Linked DNA regions of Mus musculus: region 1 is linked to region 2. A link is a contact called in public Hi-C data. All regions are on one chromosome and are shown on one strand. The core of a region is the stretch at or near the end of the contact, and the rest is flanking DNA. Distances in the headings are between cores, read along the strand shown.

What was found. A called contact is a pair of places that touch in the nucleus more often than the background predicts.
Region 1: a Hi-C map of pancreatic cancer cells shows a contact between it and region 2, with 6 times the contacts expected there. The contact joins the promoter of Gpr39 here to the enhancer-like site in region 2. A contact is called at or near these places in 12 of 39 promoter capture datasets (the 3T3-L1 cell line, 3T3-L1-derived adipocytes, the HPC-7 cell line and 7 more), 1 of 15 datasets of contacts at CTCF or cohesin (stem cell-derived epiblast-like cells), 54 of 484 Hi-C or Micro-C datasets (the 63-12 cell line, the AML12 cell line, the C2C12 cell line and 24 more), 5 of 115 datasets of contacts at active chromatin or transcription factors (the HPC-7 cell line, astrocytes, intestinal crypt epithelium and 2 more) and 2 of 9 other capture datasets (embryonic stem cells and pancreatic islet).

Annotation. Positions count from the first base shown.
Region 1 is chr1:125,670,891-125,678,271 of GRCm38.p6, reverse strand. Gpr39 (G protein-coupled receptor 39) reads right to left here and starts at 1,276. Exons shown (of 2, transcript NM_027677.2): 1 at 80-1,276. The coding sequence starts at 935.
Region 2 is chr1:125,601,742-125,608,642 of GRCm38.p6, reverse strand. No RefSeq gene overlaps it. Among named protein-coding and RNA genes, the nearest start is that of Slc35f5, 44 kb to the right of the region's middle. Within about 2 kb of position 1,267, at least 10 of the 459 cell types and tissues checked have an H3K27ac peak or open chromatin away from gene starts, as enhancers often do. A contact at or near this core is called in the HPC-7 cell line and pancreatic cancer cells, where this site is marked.

The sequences.
Region 1 (7,381 bases), core at 27-2,526, 70 kb before region 2:
GGTTTCACTTCTCGGGCCAGAAGGCCCACGTCCCCCCTCCTCCCCCCAGCCCCCTCTCCCCACCGCGACCTAGACTCACTCAGGAATATGATGGTCTGTCTTCTTGCTGTCCGGCTCTCCTCACTCTCTGACTTCCTCAGCTGGAGCTGTGGCCCGGTCCCTGCAAGAGTGCCCTGCTTGCTCTTCATTAGCACTTTCATCATATTCCAACACATGAAAGCCACAGACGCCAGGACCACCAGGTAAACAGCAAAGGCCCCAAAGATGCTGGACTGGAAGACCTCCCAACGGTTGGAGAGGTTCGTGCAGATGGACATATTGGAGTTTCCAGGTTCATCGTGGTGGCGGGTGCGAGAGAGGTTGCAGTTGAGTCCCTTGTGAGTGGGTACGTTTACCAGAGGGTACTCGATACCCATGGCAAAGAGCAAAGGCAGTGCCACCAGGGCGGAGGTGACCCATACAAAGCCAATCAGCAGTTTCACCTGGCGAGGTCCAGACACTGCTTTATACTTGAAGGGATGACAAATGGCAATGTAGCGCTCAAAGCTGAGGGTCAGCACGTGCAGCAGTGTGGCGTAGCTGCACGTCTCAAAGAGGAACGTGTGGAGCTTACAGGACAGAGCATAGCTGGGTGTGGTCAGGGGGTTCCAAATGATGCTGTAGAACTCCATGGGCATGCCAATCAAAAAGACCAAGATATCTGAACAAGCCAAACTGACCATGTGATCTGTCACCTCCTTCTGCAAATAGCCCTTCTTCTGCAATACCTGCGTAACCCTGATGGTGACGCTGTTGCCCAAGATGCCTACCACAAAGATGATCAGGTACACCAAGATGAGGGTGATTTTGATCCAAGTGGCCACCTCAAATTCAGGAACATGGCTGTGATCGATGACACGGGAGCAGATGTGGTTGGAGCCACTGGATGAAGCCATGAGGAAGAGAGACCCAGACCACCAGGTCCCCAAATGTCTCCACTGCCCTTTCTTCGGCCTCCCAAAGAAGCCCCGCAACTCACCAGCGTGGGCGCAACACTTTTCTGTCACTGTGGTTGGCTGGCCAGGAGTGACTTAGTTTTTCGGCTCTCTCATTGTAACTTCCTGGAATAATTCACCCTAGAATCCCTGGCGACGCAGTGGGTGGCGGTGGGGTTTGGAGATAGTCACTCCGGGTGAGGAGGGACCAGTCCGGAGGAGGCTCTGACCTCCCTACTCAACTCTGAGTAAGAGCCGCAGAACTCTGTCTGGCGGCGGATCCTCCTCTCCCTTCCAGGTCCCTGGCACTGGCCTCCCCGACTGCCTTTCAGAAGGGAAGGGAAGAGGTCTCACACGGGTCAATCATTAACCACAGCCCATTCTGCTTAGCAGCCTGCAGCAGAACCAGCCCAGCCAGCCTCAGGGTCTGACTCAACACAGATTGTGGCAGGAAAAGGAACAGCACCTCCCCACCCCCTCGCTCTTGCAGCCTTCTCCTGGCCAGTCTTTGAGGTTTCTTGGGACCGGCAAACCGAGTAGGTGTGGCACCTGGGAAGGCGGAGGTCTCTCCCGGCCATGGAGAGAGGCAATCATCTATAAACTCCTGTATCTGAGATGCCCTGCCTTGCAAGACTGGTTGGGCTGTGGCTTGCCCTGAAAACTCTGCAAGTGCGCTCCCAGTAGTGCCTAGGTTATAAGATACCCAGGTATTTGCAATGAATTACTACCTGGAAGTCATCCCCAACCTGGCTAATAAGACCATTTTTGAAGTCTGGCTTGGCTCCAAGCCTCCTCATGTGCATAGTGCACGCTGCCTCTCCATACCGCAGTTGGTGGTTGTGTCACGAAGCCATTCTCTCCCCAGGGGCTGGGAATGTAGGTGGATGCGAAAGGGGTGCCTGTGTTCTAGATACCTGGTTAGGGAAGCAAGTCCTTCAAGGGAAGCTGTTTCCACAAGCTAGAGGACCACAGCAGGAGCTCATGGGCTCTCAAAGAGGTCCCGTCCCCCCTCACCCCTCTCACCCCCCTCACACACACACACCCCTCCTCTTAAACGGGTGGAGGGATTCTAATGCTCAGGTTGAGCTTTTCAGTGTAGAAATTCCATGTAACTCTAGAATCGAAAATCGAAAGAAAGTGAGTGGACATATGCACCCAACAGTCAACGTGTGTGCAGACATTGCTAAGTGGGGACTTGGGGAAGTCACTGTAAGCCAAGCACTACTGTCCTGAAGAATTAGACTGTGTATAGTCCCTACCCATCCTGACAACAGCTTTTCCTTGTCTGGATCACCATACCTGGGTTAACACTTCAAAGACAGAAGATAACTGAGTCCCCTTGGGTCATAAAATTACTTCTTTGGGTTGGTTGTCTATTGCTTGTTTTTTGAAAGATGGTTTCAGGTAACACAGGCTGGCTTCCAACACCATATAGGCCAGTAAAATCTTGAACTCCTGATCCTTCTGCCTCCCCCTTCCAAGTGCTGGAATTTCAGGCATTTAACACCACTCTTTGTGAGACATTGAGACCTAGGGCTTCACAAATGCTGGACAAACCCTCTACCAACTGAGCCACATCCCCCACTCTGTGTGAAATCTTAAGAAAAATTCAAATACATAAAGACAGGAAGCTGAGAAGGGCAATTCCCAGAGACAGCGAAGGAAAGGAGGTGCACTGAAGGGTGCTGGTTTGCAGTTGTACAGGGTAAATGTATCTAGATATTATTAACTCAAGTCCCCTAACTTGGGACTTAAGTTAATAGTACTTTGAGGCTCAATAAGTATAGCAAGAGACCACAGGTGTAACACACTTAACAGTAGCTCTGGGGCACAAGGAAACAAGGGAATTGTTTGTAGTCACCTTTTCACTGTGTGTTTTAGCTTGCTTTGGGTTGCTATGTTAACAAACTCCTAGCCAAAGCAACTTGAGGTGAAGGGCTTTTACTTGGTTTTTACTCCCTAGGTCAGTCTTGGAGGGAAGTCAGGGTAGGAACTGAAACAGAACACATGGAGACTCAGGATTTGCTAGCTTACCCACGCTCCAGGCCTGCTAGCTTCTTTCTCATCCACCCCAGGGCTACCTGTCTAGGGATGGCACTGCCCACACTGGGATGGATGACCGTACTGTAGAATAGTGAAAAAGAGCCATAGTTATCACCCTGCCCCCAAATCAATTCCAAGCAGATCAGAGACCTCAACGCTGAATTGCTAGGGGAAAACAGACATGGGTGCAGGAAATACAATTCCATTTGTCCAGGAATTAAGGCCAACAATTCACAAATGGGACCTCATAAAATTTAAAAGCTCCTGTACACAAAGAAAACCATCAATCAAGTGAGGAGGAAGCCCCCAGAGTGGAGGGGGGGAATCCTTGCCATCTATACACCCAGTAGAAGATTATTATCCAAAATAGATAAAGAACTCAGAGAAAAAAAAAACAACAAAGAATCAAGAAAATAAATTACTGAATTAAAAAGTGGTGTACGTAGGTGGACAGAGTTCTCAAAAAAAAAAAAAAGAAGAAGATGGCTAAAAAATATATCTTTAAGTGTTTAACTCCTTAGCAATAAGGAAAATGTAATTTGGAAACTATTTTGAAATTTGATCTTACCCCAGTCATAATATCTAAGATCAAGAAAACAAACAACACAAATGCTAAAGAGAATGCTGGGAAGGGGAACCCCCTCCACTGCTGATAGACCTGAGACCTGGTGCAGCCACCGTGGGAATCAGTGAGGAGAACTCTCAAAGAGCTGAAAGTAACCTGGCATAAGGCCCAGCTGTGGCACTCCTTGGCATATATGCAAAGGGCCTCAACCCTACTTCACGGACACTTGCTCCCTCAGCCATGATCAATGCAACTCTAGTGACAAGAGTTAGGAAATGGAGAAACAACCTATGTGTCCTTCAACCAATGCATGGACATGAAAATGTGGCACACATGTACAATGGGCTACTACTTGGCGGTAAAGAAAACAGAAACTAAAGATTCAGGAACTAGAATATATTTACTGAGTGAGGTAACCCAGAAAGATAAGCATCCCTTGTTCTCTTACTTGTGGATCCTAGCTCCAAGTCTCTGTATTTGAATATATAGCCCCTTAACTACAGAAGCGAGGGAAGCAGAAATGGGCCATAGAGGAACAGGGAAAGGAGCTCCAGAGAGGATAAAATACTGGACCAGAGGCTATCTAAAGTGAATAAGATAACACAGGAGCTATGAAGGGAGAAAACAAAAACCAGAGACGAGAGGAGTAACTGGGGAAGAGAGAGGGAGGGTAATAAAGAGAAGAGGAAGAGAGAAGGCATAAATAGCACTAAAGATGTATGAAAAAGCCAAATGTACATACATACATATCAAACACACACACATCCATATATATATGGATGGTGGATGTCCATATATATATACACATACACATATATATGCCATGAACATTAATAGAATTGTGTATGTGCCTGTGCATGTGTGTGTGTGTGTGTGTGTGTGTGTGTGCAGGTGCATGTGCACACATGTATATGTAGAGGGCAGAAGTCAAATCAGAAATTGTTCTTCAGGTTCTGTCCACCTTGTTAATTTATTTGGTTTGTTGGTTTTTTATTATTTTGAGACAAGGTCTCATTATGTAGACATACAGTTGTTTTTAAAGAATCAAACGTGTGTGTGTGTGTGTGTGTGTGTGTGTGTGTGCGTGTGTGTGTTTACATGCGTACAGGTGCCCTGGGAGACCAGAAGAAGCCATTGGATGCTGTGGATTTGGAGTTTCAGGTGATTATGAGCCACTAGATGTACATACTAAGAACCACATTCCAGGCCTGTGTAAGAAGAGCAATCACGTATCTCTGCTGAGCCATCTGCCCAGCCTCATGGTTCATTGTTTTTCTTTGTTTTGTTTTGTTTTGTTTTGTTTTGTTTTGTTTTGTTTTGTTTATTATCTTCACAACAGTGTAAAGTAGGTATCATTGCCCTCATTTTACAGATGAGAAACTTGAGAGGAGGATAAAGTGACTACCAGACAACTCTAAAGGAAAATTCAAGGTCAAGTATACCTGGCACCTAAACACTTTCCTCCCTATGGCAATGTCTCCCTGAAGCTGCTGGAGCAGAGGCATTCTGGGAAAGGGTCACCTGTGTCCCACCACCCAGAGCTTCTCCTGTCCCCAGCTGTTCCAGCCATCCCAGCTATCCTCGGCTCACTGTGGTAACCTGGTTTGTTCTGCTCAGACCAGATTCAGTTACTACCCAATTGTTTTCATTAAAATGTTCTTTGCTAAGATGAGGAGACAAATTATAAATGCATAGCCAAAGTAAAAATCAAACTAATGGAAATTCTTCCCTCACAGTAAAGATAGAAAAATATGTATTTTGAGCAAATGTCTAGGAGAAATAGATGTACATTTCACCTTTGCTTTTCCTAAGGGCAATTTAAAAACAAATTAAAAAACAACTGTTCAATGGTCTCTCACTTGCTGAGGACGTGGCTTTTGGTCAGGATTTGTACAATCTACACATTTTCCTAGCATAATGGCAAAGTGGGGTCAAAATGAGAGAAATGAAGACCTTTGGGTCTGAGAAGATGGCTTAGTTGATAGAGTGCTTGCCTCACAAGTTTGAGGATTTGAACTTGAATCTCCAGAGTCCACTACAGGTGTGGTGATGAATATGCCTGTGATCGCAGCACCATAGAGGCAGAGACAGAAGGACCCCTGAGGTTCAGTGGCAGCTAAGCTAGCTGAGCCTACATGGAAAGCTCCAGGTTCAGTGAAAAAAAATGTCTCAAAAAATAATAAAGTGGAGGGCTGGAGAGATGACATAGGTATTAGGAACAGGTACTGCTTTTCCTGTGGACTGTGGTTTTGTTCCCAGCACCAACAGTGGGCTCCCAACAACCACCTGTCACTCCCTCCAGGGATCTGCTGCCTTATTTGGCCTCCATGGGCACCTACACACACACACACACACACACACACACACACACACACACACACACACACCTCAAACACATAAATAGAAGGTACTTCGGCTTCTCCCATACCCCGACGTGTGTCCAACCTGCAACCCATGGGTCACAGGCATCCCAGAAGAGCTGTGAACTTGGCCCAACACATTCATAAATGATAATGTCACATTGTAATGTCAAGAGTTTGGACACTCCCGTGCCTTGTAAAGAAGCACAGAGCTCTTGGGCCTTGGTGACCTTATGTTAAAACATTCCAGGTAAAAGAGAAACTCTCTTTCCAGCCTTACACAATCTCTCCAGCTCACTTGGGAAGCAACTCTGTGTATTCCACCCCTCAAGTATTGAACGGATACAGAATTTTCAGCCATAACGGAAATTATACTGAAATCTTACCATGGATCTTCCAGATCTTGCTAGGTAAACATACAAATCAGCTGAGGATTGTCTTCCGTCGGTGTGCTGGGTCCTCTGAGGATGCGGTAGCAGATGCCCTTGGAGGCCAGACTCCTGGGTCTTGGATCTGGTCCTGACCACTCACTTAGCCTCTTGGTGCCTTGGTTTCCTCTTTTGTCACCAGAGGACAACAGCCGTATTCATTCCATGTGCTTATCAAGACGATTGGATGACTTTATATTAAAAGTACCTAATGGGGTGTTTAAAAGTGCATGCTACTCTTGAAGATCTGAGTTCAGTTTCTAGGACCTATGTCAAGCAGCTCATAGACACTTGTAATCCAAATCTGGGGTACACATCACCTTCTTCTGGCCTCTGCTGACACTTAAATGCACACACACACAGGCACACACACACACACACAAAGATATAAAAAAATAAATGTGCAAATTAACAATAATAATAATTAGTGTCATAACAAATATAATAAAGAATTTTTAAATACCTGCCATATTGTTTACATTGTCTACATACACATATTAGGTTTTTTATTTAAAGAAAACATTTTACTTATTCTTTGACAAATTCAGACATGTATCTAATATACCTACTGCCAACTCCCCAATCCTACTTATCCTTCCCCTCCAACACATTCCCCTTCCACATTCCTGTCCTCATGTTTTAATAACCCACTAAGCCCAGTTAGTGCTATATATATGCACATGCATGGGAGGGGGAAACCACTGAAGCATGGACACACACACACACACACACACACACACACACTATCTTCTCCCAACCCAGCAGCCATCAGCTGGCACTAGCTCCTCTGTTAGGGACAGGTCCTCATCAGTCTTTCTCCCATCTGACTGACTTGATCCTGGGCAGGTCTTATGTACGTAACATAACAGAAAACAGCAGCAGTGAGCTTGAGACTGCACGGTTATGTCATGAACACAAGGCAGCACTCTGCAACCATTCTCTGGCTCTTACACTTTTTCCATCCTGTCTTCCTAGATGTTTCCTGCACCTTCTGAGCATTGATGTAGATCT
Region 2 (6,901 bases), core at 18-2,517:
AAGCGAGCGAGCGTGCTACCACCTGAGCTTCATCCCTAACCATACAAATAAAATTTAAGGAAGAAAGAGTGTTATCCTCCCAGGAGTGAGATGCCAGTTTAAACTACTCCCAACTTCTGTAATTCCCTCTCAGAACGGCAAATGTTAAAAAGATTAGTGATACACATGTTTTCAGAGGTGTTGAGAAATAACTACCATGCATTATTACGGGTACAAAAGTGAAGGGACACACTCCCTCTAGAAATCACCTGGGCAGCAAACCACAACGTGCAGAGGCTGGCAGGGTGGCCCAGTGAGTATAAAGGCACTTGTTGCTAAACCTGAAAGACCTACTCGGTAGAAGGAAAGAACTGACTCTGAAAATTGACTTCTGATCTCCACATGGGTGTGTGTGTGTGTATGTGTGTGTGTGTGTGCGCGCACACACACACACACACACACACACCAGACTGGAGCAGCTGTTGCTCTTGCAGAGGACTTGGATTCAATTCCCAGCACCCACTTTGGGCTCCACACAACTGCCACTTCCTCTAGCTCCAGCGTTTTTTGATACTCTCTTCTGACTTTCGCAGGCAGATACACATACCTAAGCATTTTTTTTTATCTTAAAAGTTTTTAATAAGTAAAGATGTATAAAAATATGAAAAATGCAACAGGAAGGGTCCCAGGGTGACACAGTAGTCCTCCTTCCTGCCGTGGCCACCATGCACTTTTCTCTTCCTGGTTTTTCTCCTCACTTTCCTAATCGCCACTATATGCCTCAAGGGAAGTCAATAAACGGGCAATAATTCCCTTAAACTCTGTGAAATTAATTTCTTTTTGACTATCGGAATTGGCACTTCAGAAAAAACCTAGATGCCTTAATAATTAAAAAGAAACCTTAAAAGTTCCTCCTCTGAAGGTTCATGGCTATAAAAGTAATAAATGAAGCGCTCAAAATGCTGTGCTGTGGGTCGGGCTAATAATCCCAGCCTGCAGGATTCTGCAGTTTAGTCAACCATCAGCATCCGTGCTGCCATAGCGCCCCCTGCTGGCCAAAGGCAAGCAAGTTTTAGTGGGACTGTCAAGCCCTATGAAGAGGGCTGTCTTTTGCTAAAGATCTCAGTGTTCCCTCTCCAGCCTTGGAAAGGGGTGTGTGTGTGTGTGTGTGTGTGTGTGTGTGTGTGTGTGTGTGTGTGTGTGTGTAGAGCAAGCGCTCTTAGCTGCTAAGCCATCTTTCCAGTCCAGCCCTCCTCCAACTGACTTTCATGTTCCTTTTGTTGCTGCCGTGCCCCACTGCATTTAATTAGAGCTGACTGTGTGAGCATGGGTGGAAAGCTATTTGCTTGAGCAAGACCATCCTGTGACGTTCTTAATCTCAGCTGCTGGCATTTGCGCCCTTCGCTGCCCTGCTGCTTGGCTGTTTGTACCAGAATCCCTCCAGAAACCCACCTCTGTTCCTCTTGCAGTGTCCCCAGGCTGCTGCCCCTATAACCCACGGCCCTCAGTTCCTGCACTCTAAGTGACCAGCTGGGTCCTCAGTCACTACCCCATCTCAGCCACCATTTTCAGTCCCACTGATCTCACAATTCCAGGTCTTAAACTAAGATCTGTGGATGAGACAGTCTAAACACTATCCATCTGGCTGCCTATTCAAACTGCAGATTCCTGGGGCTTGTGAATAAGATCTTCTGAAGGGCTGGAGCCAACAATTAAAACTAGTGTGTGTGTGTGTGTGTGTGTGTGTGTGTGTGTGTGTGTGTGTGCTGTTTGTCTGTCTGTGTCTCTGTATCTCTGTCTCTTTTACGTGTGCGCGAACACACGCGCACACACACATTCCTTGGTTTTTTGGCCTGTTTTTTGTTGTTGTTGTTGTTGTTATTGTTTGTGTTGTTTTCAGTTTCTCCAGACCACATGATTTTCTGTAGAAAATTTCTGTGGCTTGTAACCCTGTGAATAATTAGTGTAAAACACTCATTCTTGCCTTCAAGGCTTTGGGCAAATTATTCAATATATTTTACATCCCCTTCCTCTTTGAAGACTGGCTATGTCTCCTGTCCCACTGAGGCCAGGTGTGGCCATGTCTGGCTTTGGCCACTGAGTTGTTGCTTGTATCAGTGATGCAGGCCACCTCTAGGAAGGCACTAGCACACTTGTCCCATACTGTACTTTCACAGTATTGATAGCATCTGAGACACAGCTGTTTCTTCAGGTTACGCAGGACAGACACCAGGGAACAGAGCTGCTGGCTGAACAGAAGAGAATGCAGTACGCAGGGTAATTCGAGAAAGAAACCAAGGTGCCACTGTAGCTTCAAAAAGCTTTTGATACTACATCTAAGTCTGCCTAGGCAAGCTGACACCAACACTCACAGTTTACAACACTAGTTTCTATTGCTTTCTACATCCATTATTTTTGTGTTGCTGTAAGAAAATACCAGACCAACAAAGAGGTTATCTTGGTTCCTAGTTTGAGGGCGCAATCCGCCATGGTGGGGTAGGCATGGTGGCAGGAGTGATGCGGCTGCTCACACTTCATCCACAGTCAGGAAGCAGAGGGGTGAACGCTTGTGCTTAGCTCACTTTCTTCTTCTATTCAGTTCAGAGTCCATGAATATGGTGCTGCCCAGAGCTGGGGTGATTCTCCCCACCTCAGTGCATACAAACTGGATCATTCCTCACAGGCACCCCCGAAGGTCCGTGGTTCCAAATCCTTTCAAGTTGACAGTCAGCTTTAACCTCCCCAGCTCCTAACACTTTGTTAATCTAGTTCCAAAACACCTTGCCCCTAGGATCTCACAGACCTGCCCAGTTTTACAAAATTGTTTGCTTTCTTCTCCCCTGGACTTCTCAAAAACCGACCTTCACCTTCAGTGTCTACTCAATGTCACCTTCTGGATTAATGGTTCTCCACCTGAGGGCTGCGGCCCCTTTGCAAGGGTGGCTGAGACCGTAAGAAAACACTGATTCCTAACAGAAGCAAAATTAGTTATGAAGTAGCAATGGGTATACTTTTATGCCTGAGGGCCACTCCAACACAAGGGACAGTATTACAGGGACACAGTATTAGGAAGGTTGAGAACCACTGTTCTTCATGCAGCCTTTCTTTCTTCACGATGGCTGAGAATGCCCCCTCTTCTCGATCATCTTCCAAGGCAACATCTGCAACCCATTCACTGTTGTTGTTTTCGTATGTTTTTGTACAACGTGCATCTCCAAGAGCATCCATCCCTTGACACTGAAGCATGTGCCATTCACTGAGGGACTCCCCGAAGCTTCTCTGATACGTGTTCCCCCTACACAGATGTGTTGGATTTAATTACCTTTCTCAACGCAAGAGCTGTTATTTAGTATACACATAATATTTGTACAGGTAGATTTCAAAGAACATTTACCAGAGCCATTGAGCAAGCAGAACTGAGAGGTGGGTAATGTTATTTATAATAGAAAAGATGCCTAGTGAGTCAGAGGTAACTCAAGGTTTCTGTCTATCTTTCTGTTTATCTCTCCCTGTGTGTCTCTCTCCCCTCCTTTCCCTAATTACACATGAGAGGTCATCTGCCAATAAATAAATAAATAAATAAATAACCTTCACCTTTATCTCTTGCTCTCCCGTGAATATTCCAAGTCGTCTTTAAGATTTAATTTTACGATTAATTGTGTGAGGCTATGTGTGTGGACGTGCTTATCGCAGCACACTTCTGACAGTCAGGGGACAGCCTGTGGGAGACTGTTTTCCTCTCGTGTGGGTCCTAAGAGCTCAAACTGAGGGAGGGCATCAGAGTTTGGTGGCAAGTACCTTTACCCACTGAGCCATCAATCCAGATTTAATGGGTACCAGTGGGAAACCCAGAGCAGAGGCTCATTCTGTGTGCTCCAGGATTGCCAATGACCTCTCTCTGGGCTCTGTATTATTTAAATTAGCCAGCCTTCTAGTTTAAGGGCAATGGGACAATGATTTTTCCATTTCTGACTGAATTATCTAGCCTATGTTTTTTACATTTAGGAAAAGGTACATCCCCACGTAACACTTCAGACTCAATTAATTCTAATTCCCGTTTCAAAACAAATGTGCACAGAATCCCAGCAGCAAAGGGAGCCTCATTCTCAATGACCGGTAGCTGGGACTTTTATAAAGCTCCCTTCTGCTTCTAACAACCCGATGCCCTCCCAGACATTTTGGCCTTAATTGGGAAGCTGCTTCAGCTGTTTTGAGTCGATTTGAAAAGGATCGGAGATGTTACTTTTGGACTGCTTACCAGTATTATGCTACATGGTATTTTACTGCAAACTGAAGATGCTTTGTACATATTAGGGGCTGAAAGTTGCTTTGCAGAGCACTCCACGCCTGCTGAGAGAGCTATAGAAATGGATTGTCTCTTCAGAGTCCTCATTATCTCAGGAGGAGAAGCATTCCTACTGTCAAAACCTCAAATGACACACACAACAGAAAGACATCCGGCTTTTTGTCAATCACTAAGTCAGCGTTTTTTCTAAGCCATGTTCTCTGGGATGGAAATATCTCTGCACAAGACAGCAAAAGAACAAGAGCTCGCTGATCAAATACATTTAAAGAAAATTAAATTGGACCTTGTCTTAGCTTCCCTTCTCTTGTTGTGACATGATATCCTGAAAAGAGCAACTTAAGGAATAAGGGATTTATTTGGGTTTACAGTTCCAAGAGATACAGGTCATCACCGTGGCAAAGAAGACACGGAAAGAAGTCGGGAAGACATTTTGGCAGGAGCAGGGGGGCTGGCTGATCCCATTGCTCCACACTGAGGAAGCAGAGAGTGAAGGCAAAGTGGGCGGGGACTATGAAGCCTCCAGCCCCACCCCCCAGTAACCCACTTCCTCCAGTGAGGCTCCACCTCCTAAGGTGTCACAATCTTCCCAAATAGTAGGACAATTGAGCATCAAATGTTCAAACACAGGAGCCTAGAAGAGACATCTATTCAAACCCCATCAGACTATGCCCAGTTGAAAACTTCCTCATCCTTAAAATCCTCTTTCTGTATACAAGACATTCATCATGTCATGGAATGCTGGAGTGAACTGAGAACCTATATCATCCAGCTCAATCATGGAATCAGCTTTTGTTATGTTTTGCTTTGTAATTCTCATTAAGTCAACCAAGGGCACTCTGGTACTGAGCAGTATGTATTTTCAGTACACATATAACAGTATGTATTTCCAGTACATATATAAATTAGAGGTGCTTATGTGTGTGCATACTAAATACACATACACAAATACACACATATAAACATATATGCACATACACATACATATACGTATACGTATGCATGCATATGTATGATTGTCCTCTTCGTTCTGGGATGTTGCATGGCTGGGTATGGCCTATTGATAACCACTACTTTAGCAAAAGCATAGTATCACTTATTTTGTATAAGGTAAAACAACTTGCCTTTTAAGATTTTTTTTTCCTTATTTTCATACATTAAGGAAAACTTTCACAAAAATGACCAGGACGAGAGACTGGAAAGATGGTGAGTAATCAAGTGCTTGCAGCTCGATCATTAGGTCCAGGGTTCAGCTTCCAGCCCCAACATCGGGGAGCTCAAAACTGCCTGTAACACTGCTCCCAGGGGAAGTGAGCCCCTCTTCTGGCCTCCACAGACAGATAGCATGGACAGACATGCACACATACATATAAATATAAACAACAAGGAATGTGACCTGAATGTACAACATCCTACACAAGGATTGGCTAACCTCTAATGTTAAATCATGCCCAGGCGCTTACTTTAGGCTGTGCTAGGTAAACCCTACCTTGTGTTATATCCTGGCATTTATTTAACTTATTTTTGTTATTACCAGATATCTCAAATTATGCTAATAAAATGGATCAACATTTTAATGGCCTGTCTGCATTTGGTAGACCTCTTTGCTCAGGTTTTAAAAGGAAGACTTTTAAAACTCTCTCTCTCTCTCTCTCTCTCTCTCTCTCTCTCTCTCTCTCTCTCTCTCTGTGTGTGTGTGTGTGTGTGTGTGTGTGTGTGCGTGCGTGTGCATTAGTGTCAAGCCCTATTGATCCTCCTTGAAGCTGAGGTAGCAGGTATTTGCCATACTCACAGTTCATTTTAAGGGTTCTGGGATCTCAACTCTGATCCTCATGATTTGCAAACCAAGTACTCTTGCTAGCTAAGTCATCTTCCAAGATCAAAGGCATGTGTGAACTTGCATTCACATACACAGAAACAACATGAATGAGAGAGGGGTGGGGGGAGGAAGAAGGAGAGGGAGAGAGAGAGAGAGGTGTCATGGTTTGAATATGCTTGGCCTGGGGAGTGGCACTATTAGAAGGTGTGGCCTTGTTGTAGTAGGTGTCTCACTGTGGGCATTGATTTTAAGACCCTCATCCTAGCTGCCTGGAAGCCAGTATTCTGCTAGCAGTCTCAGATGAAGATAGAGAACTCTCAGCTCCTCCTGCACCATGCCTGCCTGGATGCTGCCATGTTCTCTCCTTGATGATAATGGACTGAACCTCTGAACCTGCAAGCCAGCCCCAATTAAAAGTTGTTATAAGAGTTGCCTTGCTCATGGTGTCTGTAAAACCCTAACTAGGACAGAAGGTAATTAAAGTCCCCTTAATTCTGTAAAGGGAATTTTGAGTATACCAAGGCAACTATGAATACAATTGGAGACATATGCTCTAACTTAAAATCCTATAAATCTAAAAATTGACCAGGTCACCCATGCCACATCACCATTAAAAACCCAACATACAATATTGTACAATATTTTGTGGTATAAGTTAACTCCACAAATGTCAGATAATATTCATCTCTTATCTCTTCAAATTCTTCCAGAAATACTACTCACTAGCAAACCATATTGTGAAAGGATAGAAAGAAATGGCTAACGCTTAGGCTGATGATGGCTTTAATTCATTTGTTAAT